2 separate regions of the Mus musculus genome follow, and region 2 is linked to region 1. The links are chromatin contacts, called in public Hi-C maps. All regions are on one chromosome and are shown on one strand. Each heading gives the region's core, a stretch centred on a gene start, on an enhancer-like site or on the middle of the called end of the contact. The rest is flanking DNA. Distances are from core to core; before and after follow the strand shown.

Region 1 (4,237 bases), core at 385-2,884:
GAGTAACAGATTCAGAGGTTCAATCCATTATCATCAAGGTGGGAGCATGGCAGCATCCAGGCAGGCATGGTGCAGGAGGAACTAAGAGTTCTACATCTTCATCCTCAGGCTGCATGCAGAATAATGACTTCTGAGCAGCTAGGATGAGGGTCTTAAAGCCCACACCCACAGTGACACACCTATTCCAACAAGGCTGCACCCCCTAATAGTGCCACTCCCTGGACCAAGCATATTCAAACCATCACAGACTCCAACCCTAGGGGACCCAATGCCTTCTTCTGGCCTCCATGGGCACACACACACACACACACACAAAGAGAGAGAGAGAGAAAGAAGGAGAGAGAGTTAGAGAGAGAGAAGCTTTATGAAGGAGATGCTGTGCACCTGGACACACTGTACTGTACTGCGAGGGGGTGGGCAGGTGGATGCAGGGCTGTGGGTATCCAGCCCTGTATCTTCTTCACAAGTAGTGATGTACTACTCACGTTAAGTAAATGGGAAGCAGAAAAACAGGTTTAACATAGCTGGAGACTTTCACATTATAAAGGCTAGTGAGAGCATCTGGCCTCCCTCAGCTCATTTTTCCTATGTGTTTGCCTCCCTTCAAGTCCCTGAAATACAGCAATGTCAAACTGGGAGATTTTTTTTTTAAGTATTTTCTTAAACACACACACACACACACACACACTGTTTTTTAAAATCTTCTAAAATGCAAATAAATAAATAAATTCATAAATAAGAAGACCTAAAATCCTACCATACTGATATAATTGCCTGTGTGTTGTTTCACGTCTAGGTTTTCTTAGTATGGGTGTGTGCAATTGTTTGTGTCGGTGCACATGTGCATGGGATAGACAGAGGTTGTCTTCATTATTTGTCCTCAACTGCTCTCCACCTTTTGTTTTTTGAAAAAGGGTTTTGGGGTGAACTTGAATCAGCTCCTGGACTGGACTAGACTGACTGGCGAGGGATGTGTCTTGTCATCCTGCGATGTGACCCATAAACGCTTTCAACATTCCTCTTTTAGTTCTGTGCGCTGTTTGAAAAGGAGGAAGCGTTTTGTTTTGGTTTGGTTTTGGTTTTAGCATTATTAATTTTGGCCTACTCCAATCACAATCATAACCCAACATTCTTCCCGCCTTGTTTTGTATTTCCAAAGATAATATGGTTAACTATGTTACATTTCATAAAAACCGTCCACTTTCCAAAACCCTTGGAGGCCAGTAGGATATGCATCCTACTTTTTCAAAGACACTGGAGGTCGGTTGTGCACGGTGGTGCAGCCTGTGTCATCCAGCATTCAATAAGGACAGGAGGATGAGAAGTTCAAGGTCATGCATGGCTACAGAGCGAGTTTGAGGCCAGTCTGGACTGTATGATACCCTACCTTTAAAAACAAAAACAAACAGACCCCCCAAATCCTTAAATAAAATACACTCCGGAAGAGTGGAGGCTTCGTAGGCACTTTGCATTCTCATGTCCAGCTGGTGTGTGCAGTTCTGTGGGTCTTCCCGGACCCCTCAGCACGCTCAGCTCAGACCTTTAGAGGCTCTCTCGGCCCCCGTAGACGCGCGCGACCGTGCTGGTTTCCCTGGTGACGGTTGCCAAGGCAGCACATGCCGGCGTCGGGAAGGGCGGAGGAAGTGCCCGCGGCCCTTAAGACAGACCCCGAAGCGCAGCCGCGGTAAGTGGAGGAAGGCTGAGTAGAGCGGGAGTCAAGCGAGGATCGAACCGGAGCGGATCAGGAAAAAGAACCGGGGGCTGAGCGGGGAAACTGAACCGGGAGCCGAGCGGAGCGGGAAACCGAACTAGGAACCAAGAGTGGAGCCGAGAGCGGGGAACCGAACCGGGAGCCGAGCGAGGACCGAGCCAGGGACAGAGCGGGAAACCAAACAAGGGGCCAAGTGGGGACCGGAACCGTGGCGAGAGTGAGGAACCGAATCGGAAGCCTAGAGTGGAGCCGGGAGAGGGGGATCGAACTGGGGGCCGAGCAGCGAGAAGCCAAGACTGGGAAACCAAACCATAGACCCTGCGAATGGCCTCTCCTTGGGGCCGGGCTGTTCCCACCCCTCCCTGGGCAGACTCGTGTTTTCCGCGCGAGGAGGGTTCGTGAGGCAGAGGAACGACCCAGCGACCTGCGTGGGCATGACTAGAAAGCAGGTCTTCTGCAGCTGCCACTCAGCACGTGGCTGCTGCCCTGACTTGACCCTCATTCTGGCTTGTAAAAACATACAGGATGGGGAGGTGGGATGGGCTGCGTGGGTGAGCTAGAAAGTGGCAGGCTGGTGAGAAGTGATGGGTGCTCAAGGCCCCATCCACCGTCCTGCGCACAGCTTTTCTCTTCCTTGGTCTTTTGAGTAGGGTTTCACTCTGTAGCCTGGGATGGCCTTAAAACTCACTAGAAGACCCATGCTGGTCCCAAATTGGTAATCATACTCACATTTGAAGCAGGACGGGACTGCATACCAACATCTTGTCTTAAAGAGAAAACAAAAGTTGTAAGCAATTAGGGTTATCTGTGGTTTTAAGGTAGTTTGTTGGTTACAAAGTATAGTTGTCTAAAAAAAAGGCCAAATTCTTTCATGTTTTTTTTATAAATATTCATTAAGCACCTACTGTGTCCTGTTGTAGCATGGCCATGAACAAAGTGGATGAAAATAATGATCCTGGTAGGCGTGTTGGTACATAGCCAGCATTTGAGAGACCAACACAGGAGCATTGCCAAGAGTTTGAGGCAAGCCTGGTCTACACAGCAAGTGCCAGGTCATCCGGCCAGCCCTTGCAGGACCCTGTCTCAAACAGCTAAAAATAAAGTTAAAGTGTGTGTCCTCTGGTAGTGTACGTACTAGTGGGAGGAAGCACAGTTGGTATGTAACGTGTGCTACAGGTCAGGAGCAAAGGTGAATGACCTGGGCAGGGAGATGGTGTTCTGTGAGTACAAGCAAGGGTTGGGACAGTTCATACTCACTAGCAAGTTGACTGGATTTAGAGCCATCTAGGAAACACTCCTCTGTGTGTGTGCACGAGTGCATGAGGGTGTCTCCAGAGAGGTTTAGCTGAGAAAAGAAGACCCGCCATCCCACGGAGCCCCAGACTGAAAGCAGGAGTGGAGCCTTCATCTGTCCGTGCTTCCCCACAGTGGACCCCCTGCAGCCGTCCACTTGTGGGTGCTGTCCTTCCCCAACATGGTGAGCTGTATCCTCCAAGACTGTGAGCCAACTAAGTCACCTTGAGTTGCTTTGGTCACACGTTTGCCCACAGCAATGGGAAAGGTAACTCATATACAGTGGGGACAGGGGCAGCGCTTGTCAGGAGCTCAGGGGAGTCATCCCAGTGGAAACCCATTGAATCCAGAGATGTCCAGGAGGCAACCAGAGAACACACGGAGACAAGAACTTAGAAGGAGCAGTCAGAGTGCAAGCTGTGAGCCCAAGGCACCCCTAGTGCTGACGCGGGAGGGGAGGGGCCCTGGCTTTGTGCTGAGGAGAGCATGTTGGACAGTGTCAGGGCCAAGTGTGTGAAGAACAAACAGGCTGTGGTATGGGGTGAGGCAGGAGCAGAGAGAGACATGAGTTATAAACTATGGTAATAGCCCATTGGGTGACGGTCGTTGGTCTAGGGGTTAGGTAGGTGTGTCCAGACTCCTGATGGTCTGTAGGACCAAAGGCCAAGAGCTAGTCGGTTGTGTCGGCCATGTTCTCATCTTCCCCTCAGAGCATGTTCACTACATCTGTGTGGTCAGGGCCTGTCTTCCCTGACAGACCGAGATCCACGTGGAAGAACAGATCTGTGTGCACTGCCTGTATGAGGTTAGCATCTGCTCAGTCAACCTCAGACCCTCTGTTCCCAGGAGTAAATGAGTCTGGGCCGACCGCCTGCTGTGCTGCTCTCCCAGGTGCCCCGCCCGAGCTGCTGTGGTTTCCTTACTGTTCCTGAATGGCAGCTCTCCACCAACACGGAGTCCTCCATCCCACACTGAGGCTCTGAGCAAGGGGCAGTATGTCTCAGTCAGCAGATGAGCTGAGGCTAGGCAGGGCGTAGGTGTCAGTCAATGAGGGCCCTGCGCTCTCACAGCGACTCCACTGTGCCAAAGACACTAGTTTCCCACACACGATACAGTGCTTGGCACACATTCTCACACTTAACTGCCCCATCCTCCCTGGGAAGGCCATAATTATTATCCTCCATCCTTGTACGACTGTTGCTGGGTGTCTTTGGGGTCATATTGGGCATGGGA
Region 2 (4,364 bases), core at 332-2,831, 350 kb before region 1:
AGAGAAGACAGAGGGGGACCTCTCCCTTTTGTGTGTGCATTGCTGTGAATTCAGGGCCCTCGGGCCTCACTAGTGCTTAGGAAGCAAGCACTGTGCCCCTGGCACTTAGCAGTGTCCTCAACCATCAAGTCTGTCTTATGAGAATACTAACCCTGTTCGTGAAGGTCCAACGCCTGATGGCTCACTCACTTCTCCAAAGCCCCACCCGTTCATGTACCACAGTGGTGTGTGAGTTCTAACTTGAGCTGAGACACCCATGTTCGCCTTTCGTAGACTTCCTGGTGGAGGTGGCCACCCTTACATTACCTCTCTGCCCATCTGTGGACTGTGGCAACTTACCGATTCTCCCAAGATGTCAGTCTGTTTCCCTAGGATCCCGCCACACCTGTGAGAACTTGTGCCTCAGAGTGCAGAGTTTGCCAACGGACGAGAGCACTGGGGACCTAGAAACACCTGCCAGAGGATCCAAGCAACACATAGGAGCTTGGGTTTGTTTCAGGTTAGAACAACATCTTGGGTCAGTTTGCAGCTAAAAACTATGGCACAGATCTTAACCATTTTTTCAAGTCTATTTATTCAATACCGTGAGAAATTTTGGAGCTACATTTTGCTTCACAGGAGTGTAAGCCTGCAATCTCAGCTCTTGGAAACCTAAGGCAGGGGAGCCACAAGTATGAGGCCAGCTTGGGCTGTATACTGAGACCTTGCTTGAAAAAACAAAACCAAGAAAGAAGACAAAAGGGAGGGGGTGAGGTGTGAGCCATGGAAATAATCCTGATACTTTTAAAAGCAAGCCAGTCTCTCAGTCTGGCTTTTAAACTCTTGTTCTACTAGCAATGAGCTTGATACTAAAATACACACCCAGGTTCACTTCCCTTCCAAGAGGCTGGCAGGCAGGCTGAGGCATCCTGAAAGATGGCTAAGAAGAGTAGAGCCTCTGGGCAAGACAGACTGTGGCTCAACTCCTTAAGCAGCACTGCACTTTGACTCTGGCCTAACACTGCCCCTGCTTCCCCCTCCAGTACCAGTGTCCCTCGGTTAGAAGAAACCTTTAGCTTAAAGCAACTTGGGGACCTCGCAACTGCTGGGCTCCTTCCAGAAGCTCTAATCTAGCTTTTCCTGGGTAAGGGAAGGGGCCCTGTTCTAAAAGCTGTCCTGTTTTAAAAGGGAACATGTATGAAAACATAAATCCATAAGGATATTGAAAACAAAAGTACTGTCAGTTAACAACCTATGTCATCTAGAAGGATGCACATAGGGCTGGTAGGAACCAGAGCTGAGTAGTCTTGGCCCTGAGCTACTAGGAGGGGGCAGTGCCTTCTGCAGAACACTCCCAGGAACAGGTAAATGCCAGGTTCACCTCATATGCAAATAAGGGTTTGTGTTTACACAGTTACAGCATACCTCATATGCAAATAAGGGTTTATGTCTACACCAATTACAGTCTCTGGCCTTTAGCACCCCTCACAGCAGTGCCTCTCTAGGCCACCAGGGGAAGTGCCCCACTTTGTCCCCAGGAAGAAATGGTTACAGTGTCTTAGATCTCACTGGAGATTGTGGTCTAGTGCAAACAGAGGCCTCCCGGCTGAGCCAGAGCTGCTGTGCTCAGCATAGCCATCATGTGGTTTTCTTGAGGGACTGTGTAATGTTCAAGATGGCTGGTGTCAAAACAAGGGAAGCCCAGCTTTTGACTGACAGTCCTTTTTTTCAAGGCAGCTAGGGCAGCAAGGAAAAGGCTGATAGTTATCCATTAGCGTCAGCATAGCCTGACCTCTGACACTTACTTACAGGAAGGTGACTATCAGGAGGACTAAAGTCATGTCAAGATCTTGTCATTAACTTTAAAATGATGCTTGCCACCAGCCCAATGCCCCACAGACAGGTGGATCCATTAATCTACCTGGACACAGATTGGCACCTTGAAAAGCGGGGTCAGAGAGTCCAAGGCTGCTTGAGGATAGGCAGAACCACGGAAGAATGGGGTGCAGAGAAAGCACCAGAGGTCCACCAAGGACCTGTTTCGTGTCCAGCAGGGTATGTGCATGTGAGGAAACTGACCAGGGAATGAACCATCAGAACGGGGGCCCACGCCTGGCATGCAGGACTAGCCAGTATCATTCCTGTAGCAGATAGAAAACTCAGAATTTATGGGGAGCTGGGAGGACACTCAGGAAAGCCTGCCCAGCCACTTAGTAGGAAGTAACTCCTAGCTGAGCCCCTCTTTTGACCCACCTGGCAAACCACAAAGACACCACCCAAAAGCATCAATGTTTCAGACCTTGCAACCGAATGCCCTTGTAACAGATACCCACCAACTGGGGCTTTCTCAGCCTGATGCAGGACATCGATGGTGGATCTGTAGGTGCTCTCATTAGCAGAAGGTGACTGTTGGCCCTTTGCTGTGAGGACCAACAGGAGAGTCAAGCTAAGAAGGGAAGAAGAGAGACACATAAGGCATGTACACAGAAGCATGGGGCCTTGTTCCCAGATAACTAACCATGTATGTGGAAAGTAAACCTGCAGGGGAGACCAGGAGCCTGGACTGTGACCTGCGCGTCATCGCTGGCCATGCGCCTGCCCCTTCATACAACAGCAGAGTCTTCCTGTAATGGAAATTGGAAAAGTGTTAACTGTCCAGCTTTATCATGGGAAATTTGGCAGCCTCTGATCTGTGTTTTTGTAGAAGCTGATAAGCCTGTTTCTAAAATTGACATGGAAAATAAAGGACCTAAAAATAGCCAAACTCTAAAAAAGAAGAACAAACTGGAGACGAGTGGTAATGTTTTCAGAGTGTGTAGTGAAGTCATAGTGAAGACTACTTGGGGAGTGGGGAGGCAAGTCAGAGCAGCAAGTGACCTGCCTGTGACCACAAAGACTGCAGGTGAGTGAGCAGGGGATGATTCGGCAGATGTCTCTGGAAGGACTGGATGTCAGTACGCAGGAAATCAACACAAAATCACACTTGATCCCCAGGGGGGTCATGCCCTGAATGCAAGTTCTAGAGGAAATAAGGTCAGATCTTGAGACCTTGTAGCAGAAAGATTCACAGATAGAATTTCCAAACTTGGGTGCACATAGAATCAGTTATGTCAATGTCCAAATCTTATCAGTGTTCTGAGAAGCCACAAGCAAAGGAAGAGATCCTGACACTGGGGAGGTGGAGACAGGAGGATCAGGGTTTAGAGCCAGCCTGGATTGCATAGTAAGATCCGGTTGGAAGGAAGGAGAGAGGGCAAAGGAAGGAAAGAGTGGAGGAAGACAGAAGGATCTACAGGAATCTGCCTGGGTCAAGAGAGGCTCCCCTGGAGCTCACCACCTCCACCCCCACTGACCTGGGCCTCATCTCAGGCTACTGCCCTGCCTCTGCCCTTCTGCACTGGTGGGAACAGAAGGAAGCCCAGCAGAGACTATTCCCACAGACTTCAGTTCCCTGAAATCCACAGAGGAAAGACTGAAAACATGGGAGCTGAGGAACAGCCCTCCCCACACATCTGTCCTGTGACCCATCCTCCAACATTTGTTGCATGGGAAGCATATTGAAGCCTCTTGAGAAAAAGAGAGGCTTGGTCTGCCCTATGCAGGGCCTGTGTTTATTTACAGCAAGGGAACATTTTGTATTCATATTCTCTCTCTCTCTCTCTCTCTCTCTCTCTCTCTCTCTCTCTCTCTCTCTCTGTATGTGTGTGTGTGTGTGTGTGTGTGTGATGGGATGTGACCCCTTAGAGGAGTGGGAACAGCTTCTGTAGTCCACAAGAAAAGCTGAGAAATGTAGACTTTTAGCAGGAAATTAACAACATGGGAACACAGGGACTTGGTTGGTTAATTATTTCCCATAAGTTTTAGCCAATCTTGACAGAAGGGGGTACATAGTCTCTTAACTGTTCTGAGTGTATCATGTATCTCCCTGTAAGATGGAAAAAGTTCAGAGAGAAAGCCAGGAACAGAAACATAAAGAAAAGGCTGAAGATCAAGAGGCCAAGGGAGAATTCTATACAGGGAAGAGAGAACTCTAGAGCAGCTGGCTTTGTAAGGGTAGTTTGAGCACAAGAGGGGAGGACTACACCCTGCTGGAGGAAGCCTGGGGATGACCACCAGAGGCTGCCTGTCTGCAGGCAGAGACCAGAGGAAGATTCCAAGAAAGGCCCAGTGGGAAGTGAGTTGCCTCCTAGACAGGGATTTCCAAACTTGAGAGCCAGTGTGCTAGAGTAATGACCATAGCAGCCTCCCTTCCTGTGCAGATGGAGTGTGGTGGGAAGTTTGCTCCTGTCTATAGCTCTTGGAGGCTGCTTTGCCTGCTGGTGAGGCTGTGAGTGTGAGGAGGGAGCTGAGCTGAGCTGAGCGTCATCTCCTTGCCACTGAAATAA

What was found. A called contact is a pair of places that touch in the nucleus more often than the background predicts.
Region 2: a contact with region 1 is called in a Hi-C map of pro-B cells, with 4 times the contacts expected there. The contact joins the enhancer-like site here to the promoter of Ccdc13 in region 1. A contact is called at or near these places in 4 of 39 promoter capture datasets (the 3T3-L1 cell line, the HPC-7 cell line, hippocampal neurons and 1 more), 2 of 15 datasets of contacts at CTCF or cohesin (large pre-B cells and pro-B cells), 13 of 484 Hi-C or Micro-C datasets (B cells, the C10 cell line, Th1 cells and 7 more), 4 of 115 datasets of contacts at active chromatin or transcription factors (bone marrow-derived macrophages, embryonic stem cells and memory CD8 T cells) and 2 of 9 other capture datasets (embryonic stem cells and liver).

Annotation. Positions count from the first base shown.
Region 1 is chr9:121,836,858-121,841,094 of GRCm38.p6, reverse strand. Ccdc13 (coiled-coil domain containing 13) reads left to right here and starts at 1,634. Exons shown (of 16, transcript NM_028384.1): 1 at 1,634-1,684.
Region 2 is chr9:122,186,043-122,190,406 of GRCm38.p6, reverse strand. All of the region lies in intron 12 of Ano10 (anoctamin 10), which reads left to right. Among named protein-coding and RNA genes, the nearest start is that of Snrk, 71 kb to the right of the region's middle. Within about 2 kb of position 1,581, at least 42 of the 459 cell types and tissues checked have an H3K27ac peak or open chromatin away from gene starts, as enhancers often do. A contact at or near this core is called in the HPC-7 cell line, Th1 cells, bone marrow-derived macrophages and 3 more, where this site is marked.